Regions from separate parts of the Sus scrofa genome. Here region 1 is linked to region 2. A link is a contact called in public Hi-C data. All regions are on one chromosome and are shown on one strand. The core of a region is the stretch at or near the end of the contact, and the rest is flanking DNA. Distances in the headings are between cores, read along the strand shown.

Region 1 (4,261 bases), core at 1,182-3,681, 140 kb before region 2:
GAGCAGCAACAGCTCTGGGAACCCTGCACTGTGCAGACAACGCCGAGAGTTAACAACTCCAGGTAAACAGTCACAGCTCCCACCCCAGCCAGTCTGATGACACTTACCTCCAGGACCCCTGAAACCCCATCCTTTATTTCTGCAACCCCAGACCCTACTGCGTTTCCCTGTATCTCACCTCAGACTCACCTTTGATGGCTTCACTGCATCTACCTGATCTCAGGAAGCTAGACCTCCCCAGGTTCAAGTCAGCTTCTTTGTGTTAGTTTTTCTAACCTCTTAGATAGAGCTAATTTCATAATTAGATAGAGCTAATTTCATTCATTTCCACGGCTTTCAATAATGCACATGGTTAGATCAGGAGGGCCACATGGAGAGCCCAATTCCCAATTCTGCTCTGAGCTCTAAATTCCTAGAGTGTGTCCATTGACACATGAGCATACAGCCACCACCGGCATCTCAAAGCCAAGAAGCCCAGCAAGCGCTTTCCCACCTCACATGCCCACTTCCGCTTCTCTGCCATCACAATAAACTGCGCCACCCTCTCCCAGTGCCTGAAGACCAATATTTCAGGGCTGGTTAAGCCTCTCACCCAGGTCATCGACAAGACCCGCCTTCGAATACTTCTCTGGAACCCGTGCATGTCTCTACACCTGCAACTCTACCACCAGCATCTCCTGTCGCCTGGCCTGTGGCCAGCATTCCCCACGGACCTCAGTTTCTCCTCCGGCCTGTCCAACCTCTCGTCCCTGACCCGTCTGACCCGCCCACATCCCGCTTGCTAACAACCTCCAGGGGCTTCCCACGGAGCTTCCAGTAAAGTGCGGGCGGAGAGGGCTGGTTCCCGCTGCCTCCTCTTGATCCCCTGGCCATGGTCCTCACTGGCCATCAGCTTGTCTCCCCTTCGCCTGTAAACCTGCTCGGCTCGTCCCCTCCTGCTCTCGCGCTCTCGCTCTCGCTCTCTCTCTCTGTCTCTCTCGCTCTCTCGACCTGATGATTCTTCCCCTATGCTCCGTGCAGCTGACTGTTGTCCTTCCATATCTTGCCTCTGCAGGCACTCAGCCCATCCCTGACAATCCTGCCAAAGACGCCAGCACACCCACAAGACGCTGTCACACCTGCACGTTTGTGGCCCCCACCCCCAGCCCACCCGGAGCAGCCAGGTGATCTGCATTGACTCTTGATCATGAAGGGGTGATGCTGGGCTGGGCGGCATGGGGGTCTGGTTTGTCGTCTCTCCACACACACCGCACACACATCCCTGCAGGCGAGAGCTTGTCTAGCTGACCACTGTAATCCCCACGGCCAGAGCGATGCTGGCACAAAATAGCTCCTAAGTTAACATTTGTTGGACAAATCAATGCATCATCCTCATGATAAGCAGATAAAGACTAGTACAAAAAGATGTGATTATTTTTCAGAAGCTATCATCCTTGTGCATGCCCATGGGAAGTGAGTCTGAGGAAGCCAGTCCGGGTTACAAGGCAACATGACCTAAAATAAGGACCTTCTAAGGGGACAGACATCCCTAGGGGCCCTGAGGTCTGCGGATGGAGATAATTCAGCACCAATTTTTGCAGGCAATTTCAGATAAAAGACACAGCTCATGGCATCCACACCTGCTTTTCAGACTGCAGCTCCTAATACCGTGAAGTAAAAATCCTGGACTCCCAGGGTTCTTTCCTCCCTATTCCTCTTGTTCACAGAAATGCTATTTTCACTAAAATGTAGTTTAGACTTTGGCCACTTGAGGGCACTTGAGCTCTTTTATAGAGACTCCCTTTGAAAAAATGCCAGGCACCTTTCAAAAAGGCAAGAATTAATTTGCCTGCAAGTATCACATCCTTGATGCCGACACTTTTAAATCTCCAGCTCTGAAAATTCAAACTCGCTTTTTCTATCTAATCCAGAAAACTGACATCAGGAACTCACGACTTATTCTACGTGACATTACAACCCCGGAGCCTTCTCTCTCGAGTTTCGCCAGAAGAGCACAGCACTATCCATTTTAGCTAATGACCCACACGAGAGGAGCTTAGACTCAGGCCAGGGAATTTTTAAAACGTGCCCTTCTAATCCCACTCCGTCCGTGCGCATGCATTAAATTACAACCACCAGGGGGTAGCATTAGTTTACAAGTGCTTCTAATACCCTCCATGAAGACAAAGCCAACATTTTCAACCAGCCTTGAAAAAATACGTGTACACCCACACACGAACAACTGCGCCTCCGAAGAGATGAGACGCGGACCCCAGCCCCATCCCAGACCCATCCACAGGGATCATGAGCGTTTCCCTAAAGCCTGTCAAGATGTGACTGTCTCCAAAGTCGGCATAAAACGTTTCGTTGTACCTTCAGTCCCTCTGGGCCTAGAGCTGTGCAGTCAGGCTGGCCTGATGTGCACCACGTCCACCTCGAAGCTGAGCACATGTCCGGTGAGCAGGGGAGGGGAGGCGAGGCTGGTGAGCCTGGCTGGACAGTTGGGAGCAGCACCTAGCGCTCTGCCATCTTCCTCGCCTCCATCCGCAGCCTCTGCCCTGAGCAGATGCCCGCTCCACTCCCGACATCCGCCACCTGCTCGCCCTTCCGCGCCTGCGAGGCCTCGGGCGCCCTCTGCTGGGCAAACTCACACGTGTCACTCTCACTTTCGCTTGTCCGGCAAGAACATGAGCGCAACGGAGGCTTGCATTTTGATTTTACATATTAAAAAAAAAAAAGGTGGAGTTCCCGTCATGGGGCAGTGGTTAATGAATCCGACTAGAAACCATGGGGTTGCGGTTCGATCCCTGGCCTCGCTCAGTGGGTTAAGGATCCGGCGACGTGGCTCAGATCCCACGTTGCTGTGGCTGTGGCTTAGGCCGGCGGCTACAGCTTGGATTGGACCCCTAGCCTGGGAACCTCCATATGCCTCAGGTGCTGCCCTGAAAAAAAAAAAAAAAAATGTAACTTTACTGGAGTGTAGTTAACTTACACTACATGTATGAGTTTCAAGTGCACAGCACCCTGGATCAGTCATACATATAAATATATCCATTCTTTCTTCCCCTATAGGTTATTACAAACTATTGAGTAGATTTTCCTGTGCTATATGGTAGGTTCTGTTGCTCATCTACTGTATATAGTCGAGTGTATGTGTTATTTCTACCCTCCCAATTCTTCCTCCCCAATGGGTTCACCTACGGAAACCGTAAGTTCCATTTTGAAATCGAAGTTTGTTTCTGGTTTTATTTGTTTTTGTCTTTCTAGGGCTGAACCAACAGCACATGGAGGTTCCCAGGCTAGGGGCTGAAACCAAGCTGCAGCCACCGGCCTACACCACAGTCACAGCAACACCAGATCCCATCTGTGTCTGCGACCTACACCACAGCTCATGGCAACACTGGATTCTTAACCCACTGAGCGAGGCCAGGAATCGAACCTGCGTCCTGGTGGATACTAGTCTTATTTGTTTCCTCTGAGCCATGACAGGAATGCCTGTCTCTGTTTTTCACTAAGTTCTCGTATATCATTTTCAATAGATTCCACATATAAGCCATATCATATGGTATTTGTCTTCTCTTCTGACTTCACTCCATATGATAATCTCTAGGTCCATCCATGTTGCTGCAAATGACATTTTTTCATTTTTGTGGCTGAGTAATTTCCAGTGCATATATGAACTGCATCTTCTTATCCATCGCTCTGTCAATGGACATTTAGGTTGCTGCCATGTCTTGACTATTACTGTACATGGTGCTGCAATGAACACGGGGTGCATGTATCATTTTGGATTAGAGTTTTCTCTGAATTTAACTTTCTTTCTATCCACAGCCTAGGAAGCCAGCTCACTCAGGAGACAATGGGAGAGCACCTTCAACTCACTTCTCTCTGGATGTGGGTCTCATCCTGACAAAAGCATGAAGAGAAACGTATTTGCAGGCGGCAGTGTTTCCACATCATTCTAACAGTGAGTTAACACTGACCTGGTGTGAGTCTCTGCACAGGGGATGTCTGGGCTTTGGAATGAAAGGGCAAGTGCCCCTTTCTGAGTCTCCAGTGTGTTGTTTCAGTGGCTGGTGCCTCTACTCCTCTTCTACAAAAGGGAGAAACAAAACCATGCCCCTCTGGGTGGGGGTGGGGGTGGGAGAGGACGGAAAGCAGGTCGTGTGTGACGACGCAGCCCCCTGCCCCACAGCCACCCCCTGCCTGTGCTTCTTCCGGTCCACTGTGGCCAGAGGCTCCATCGCCCCAACTCCCAGCAGCAAAGGGCTCTGGGTGGGAA
Region 2 (4,386 bases), core at 1,171-3,670:
ATAGAGAAGGGATAATAATAGAAACCATGTCCTAGGGTTTTATGGGGATTAAATGAGTTAATGTTTGCAAGCGCTTGGCAGAACAGAGTGGCATATTCTGTGCCATGTGCTTGTTGTTGATGGTCATTATAGATATTACATCTTGAATTCTGTCCACCAAAGTTTCATAGGTTGAAATCCTAACCCTCCAGGAGCACAGAAGGTGATTTTATTTGAAAATAGGCTTGTTGCAGATGCAGTCAGTTCAGATAAAATCAGACTGGAGTAAGGTGGGACAAAAAAAAAAAGGGCAATGGACACAGAGAGGCATGCACGGGGGACACACTGGGAGGATCAAGGCAGAGACTGGGGTGATGCTTCTATGAGCCAAAGAATAGCAGACATTTCTAGCAAACCACTGGAAGCTGTGAGAGAATCATGGGACAGGTTCTCCCCCAAAACCCTGAGAAGGAACCAGCACCCCTGACACCTTGATCTTGGACTTCCAGCCTCCAGACTGTGAGACAATAAATCCCTGTTGTTTGAGCCACTCAGTTTGCAGCTGTCTGTTACAGTGGCTCTGGCAAACAAATGCACTGGACAAAGCACTTCCATATAGAAACATGACCAAGACGTCTAATGGCAATGAAACACAGTTCAGTCTGACAAAGGAGAGCCTCCATAAGCACTGACCACAGAGGGCACTGGTCCCACTCTGCCTGAATAACCCACGTGCAGAGTCCAATGTGACTCTGGCAGCCTTGAATTCCAGGTACATGCCCAGCAAGCTCTCTGCACTCACACCTGAGGCCAGGACAGAAGTCAGTGCAATGGGCATGATGTGTTCTTCCAACTCAGGAAAATACCTCTGCCAACACAGCCGACATTTATGAGAAAAAGAATGTGTATACATATGTACATATGTATAACTGGGTCACTACGTTGTTTAGCAGAAATTGACTCAACACTGTAAATCAACTATACTTTAATGCGAACATTTTTTAAGTAAAATAAAATCAAGATCAACTACACTCAGGACAAACTTAAAATTATCCTAATAAATATTTTTTTCCTCGCTGAAAAACAAAAAGGGATTATCACATTATTCAATCGAAGTGAACTAGAAATTTCAGGTGAATGTCTTGGTGTCTAATTCATTTGTTTCATGTCTTCAACTCTATATGAACCGCTTGTGTCCTTTTTTATTTAGTTCAGTATCTGGCCTCTCTACAGGATGAAACCTTGAATTTTACGATTCACTTACAAAAGAATGTTAATCTCAACTTCCTGAGTTACCATATTTTTAAAATACAGGAAACATGCTTTACTTCAAACAAACAAACAAACAAAAAACTAGGGCATTCCCGTTGGGGCTCAGCGGAAACGTGAATCTAACTAGCATCTATGAGGACGCAGGTTGGATCCCTGGCCTCACTCAGTGGGTTACGGATCCGGCGTTGCCATGAGTGGTAGCGTAGGTCACAGATGTGGCTCAGATCTCTCGTTGCTGTGGCTGTGGTGTAGGCTGGCAGCTACAGCTCCGATTCAACCCCTAGCCTGGGAACTTCCATATGCCATGGATGCAGCCCTAAAAAGACCAAAAAAAAAGAAAAAAAGATAAACCTATAGAGACTGAAAGTAGACCCGTGGTTGCCAGGGGCTGGGAAGAGAGAGCAATGCACACATGATCTTTTGGGAGTCATGGATATGTTATTGGTTTCGTAACTCTACATATTTACTAAAAATCACTGATTTTTACGATTGAAATGAATGATTTGTATAGCATATAAATTAGTTCTCAATAAAGCTGTTGAAAATAATAAAAACATGTTGGTCATCTTTAATAAACTATGTCTCTATGTGATTTTTATTTTCCTAGCCAGCAACGCAGAGCTATAGACCTGGGGGATGAATGGAGAAGCTTAGGGCTGGAAAAGAAAACTGTTGCCATGGGACACTTAACTAACATCTTTACCATCCATGCCATGTCCTTCTATTAGCAACACACACACACACACACACACACACACACACACACACACACACACACACGGCGGATCTGTGGCCATCCACGCCATGGAAACATTTTACTGTTTCTAACCTAATAGTTTTGCAATCTTCATCTAAGGAAAAGCTAGCTGATCCCACACTGGGGCTGACCAATATTTAGACAGCACCCACTATATTTTACGTTCAAGATACTGTCATTTGAGAAAGGGCTATTTACCATAACAAATCTTAAATGGAAAATGAAACATAATTTTAACTCAAAAAATGTTCCTGGGCGAGAGCATACGAGCATTGCGAGAGGGAAATCAAACTTCCCTTTAAAGTGGTTTTAATTATTCAGAGTCTCTGACGTGATTTCAATATAATTCAAGCCACATGTTTCTGGATTCTTCTCTGCCAGGTCTGACGAGAAGTGTGCTGCTGACATCCTGGAGTCCATACCAGCATTCTCAGTGCCCGTGAGGACTGAGTCACTGAGCTGGAGCGCACGTTAACCGAGCTTCCTAGCTGGCTCTAAAATGCCCTCTGCATCCTTTTTCAGAACAATTTTTAAAATTTTTATTGGCATATAGTTGATTTACAATGCTGTATAGAAACAACTTTTGCTTTTGGGTTTTTGTTTTGTTCTGTTTTTTGGGCTTTTTTTTTTTTTTTGTCTTTTGTATTTTTAGGGCCACACCTGAGGCATATAGAGGTTCCCAGGTTAGAGGTCGAATCAGAGCTGTAGCTTCCAGCCTACACCACAGCCACAGCAACGCGGGATCCAAGCCACATCTGCAAACTATAGCACAGCTCATGGCAACACCAGTTCCTTAACCCTCTGAGCAAGGCCAGGGAGTGAAACTGCATCCTCACAGATACTAGCTGGGTTCATTAACCACTGAGCCATGACAGGAACTCTGGAACAAACTTTTAAGAGTCAGATCTATACAATCTAAATCCCAGGCTCCTGGGCTGCCAGCCACCCACACTGGAAGTTTTTTACTGTTTCCCCTAGAAAGGCACAACGTCCCACACTACCGTTTCCGCACCATCTTGCATAACGATTTCTTTTTTAAAATGGAGCATAGTCGACTTCCAAGGGGCCATTCGTGGCAGGTGCACAACACAGTGACTGATGTTTTTATTTTTTTTATTTTTTATTTTTATTTTTTTGTCTTTTTTGCTATTTCTTGGGCCGCTTCCGCGGCATATGGAGGTTCCCAGGCTAGGGGTTGAATCGGAGCTGTAGCCACCGGCCTACGCCAGAGCCACAGCAACGCGGGATCCAAGCCGAGTCTGCAACCTACACCACAGCTCACGGCAACGCCAGGTCCTTAAGCCACTGAGCAAGGGCAGGGACCGAACCCGCAACCTCATGGTTCCTAGTCGGATTCGTTAACCACTGCGCCATGACGGGAACTCCTGATTGATGTTTTTAATGCATTACAATCGATCACCACTATCGACCTGGTAACCACCGGTCACCACACACAAAGTCGTTGCGATCTTACTGAGTACATTCCCTGTTCTGCCTCTTACGTCCCTGGGACTTCCTTCTTTCATAACCGGCAGCCTGTTCCTCTTGATCCCCGTCAACGATTTCTCTCATCCCATCACCACCCTCTCCTGTGGCCACCACAAGTTTGTTCTCTGTATCGGTGAGTCTGTTTCTGCTTTATGTTTGTTCATTCGTTTTGAATTGTAGATGCTACACAGAAGTGAAATCATGTAGTTATTTGTCTTTATCCGACTTAGTTCACTTGGCATAAAACCCTCCAGGTCCATCCATGTTGTCATAGACGGTAAGAGTTCAGTCTTTCTCCGGCCGTGCGGTAGTCCACTGTCTGCGGGCCTATATTCCATGTTTTGTTTACCCATGGACACTTAGGTTGCTTCCATATTTCAGCTAATAATGCTGCATCAGAAACGGATTTCTCCAGTCCATGGTACTCTAGCCAACTGACGTTCACTCGATACTCAACTCTGCCAAGGAGTCTGGGCCGTTCCTAAAGGCAGAGACCATGTCAGCACCCATCGTCAAGTGCCACCCATTTTTCAAGAATTGTCCCAAGACCACTCCTCCCATTATATTTCTATCACCAATCAGACAATTTCTTACTCCTATACTCTCTCTATACTGTACCTCTTCTATCACATGTATTATGTTCTCTTTTATTATACAGTAACTTGATTATTTTTCTTCCTGTCCGTTATACTCTAAGCTCGGGAAAATAAGAGGTCCTTTGTGCAGCCTTTTGTGCTTCATTTTGCTCCCAGACCTCCATGTGAGGCAGCATCATTCCCAGGATTAGAAAATGCTCCACAACATCAGTTAGATCCAACGGTCATCACTATGCCACCCTTACCTCTAAGCCCAGTATACATGTATATCCATTCGAATGGCAGAAACAGGGG

The links. Hi-C and Micro-C count contacts between places; a contact is called where the count stands out from the background.
Region 1: a contact with region 2 is called in a Hi-C map of subcutaneous adipose tissue, with 3 times the contacts expected there. The contact joins two enhancer-like sites. A contact is called at or near these places in 1 of 5 promoter capture datasets (liver), 23 of 47 Hi-C or Micro-C datasets (alveolar macrophages, blood, brain and 11 more) and 2 of 2 datasets of contacts at active chromatin or transcription factors (alveolar macrophages and skeletal muscle).

What each region holds. Positions count from the first base shown.
Region 1 is chr10:1,234,756-1,239,016 of Sscrofa11.1, reverse strand. All of the region lies in intron 5 of LOC102166310 (a long non-coding RNA gene), which reads right to left. Among named protein-coding and RNA genes, the nearest start is that of RGS1, 85 kb to the right of the region's middle. Within about 2 kb of position 2,431, at least 19 of the 83 cell types and tissues checked have an H3K27ac peak or open chromatin away from gene starts, as enhancers often do. A contact at or near this core is called in retroperitoneal adipose tissue and subcutaneous adipose tissue, where this site is marked.
Region 2 is chr10:1,095,580-1,099,965 of Sscrofa11.1, reverse strand. No RefSeq gene overlaps it. Among named protein-coding and RNA genes, the nearest start is that of RGS13, 15 kb to the right of the region's middle. Within about 2 kb of position 2,420, at least 8 of the 83 cell types and tissues checked have an H3K27ac peak or open chromatin away from gene starts, as enhancers often do. A contact at or near this core is called in retroperitoneal adipose tissue and subcutaneous adipose tissue, where this site is marked.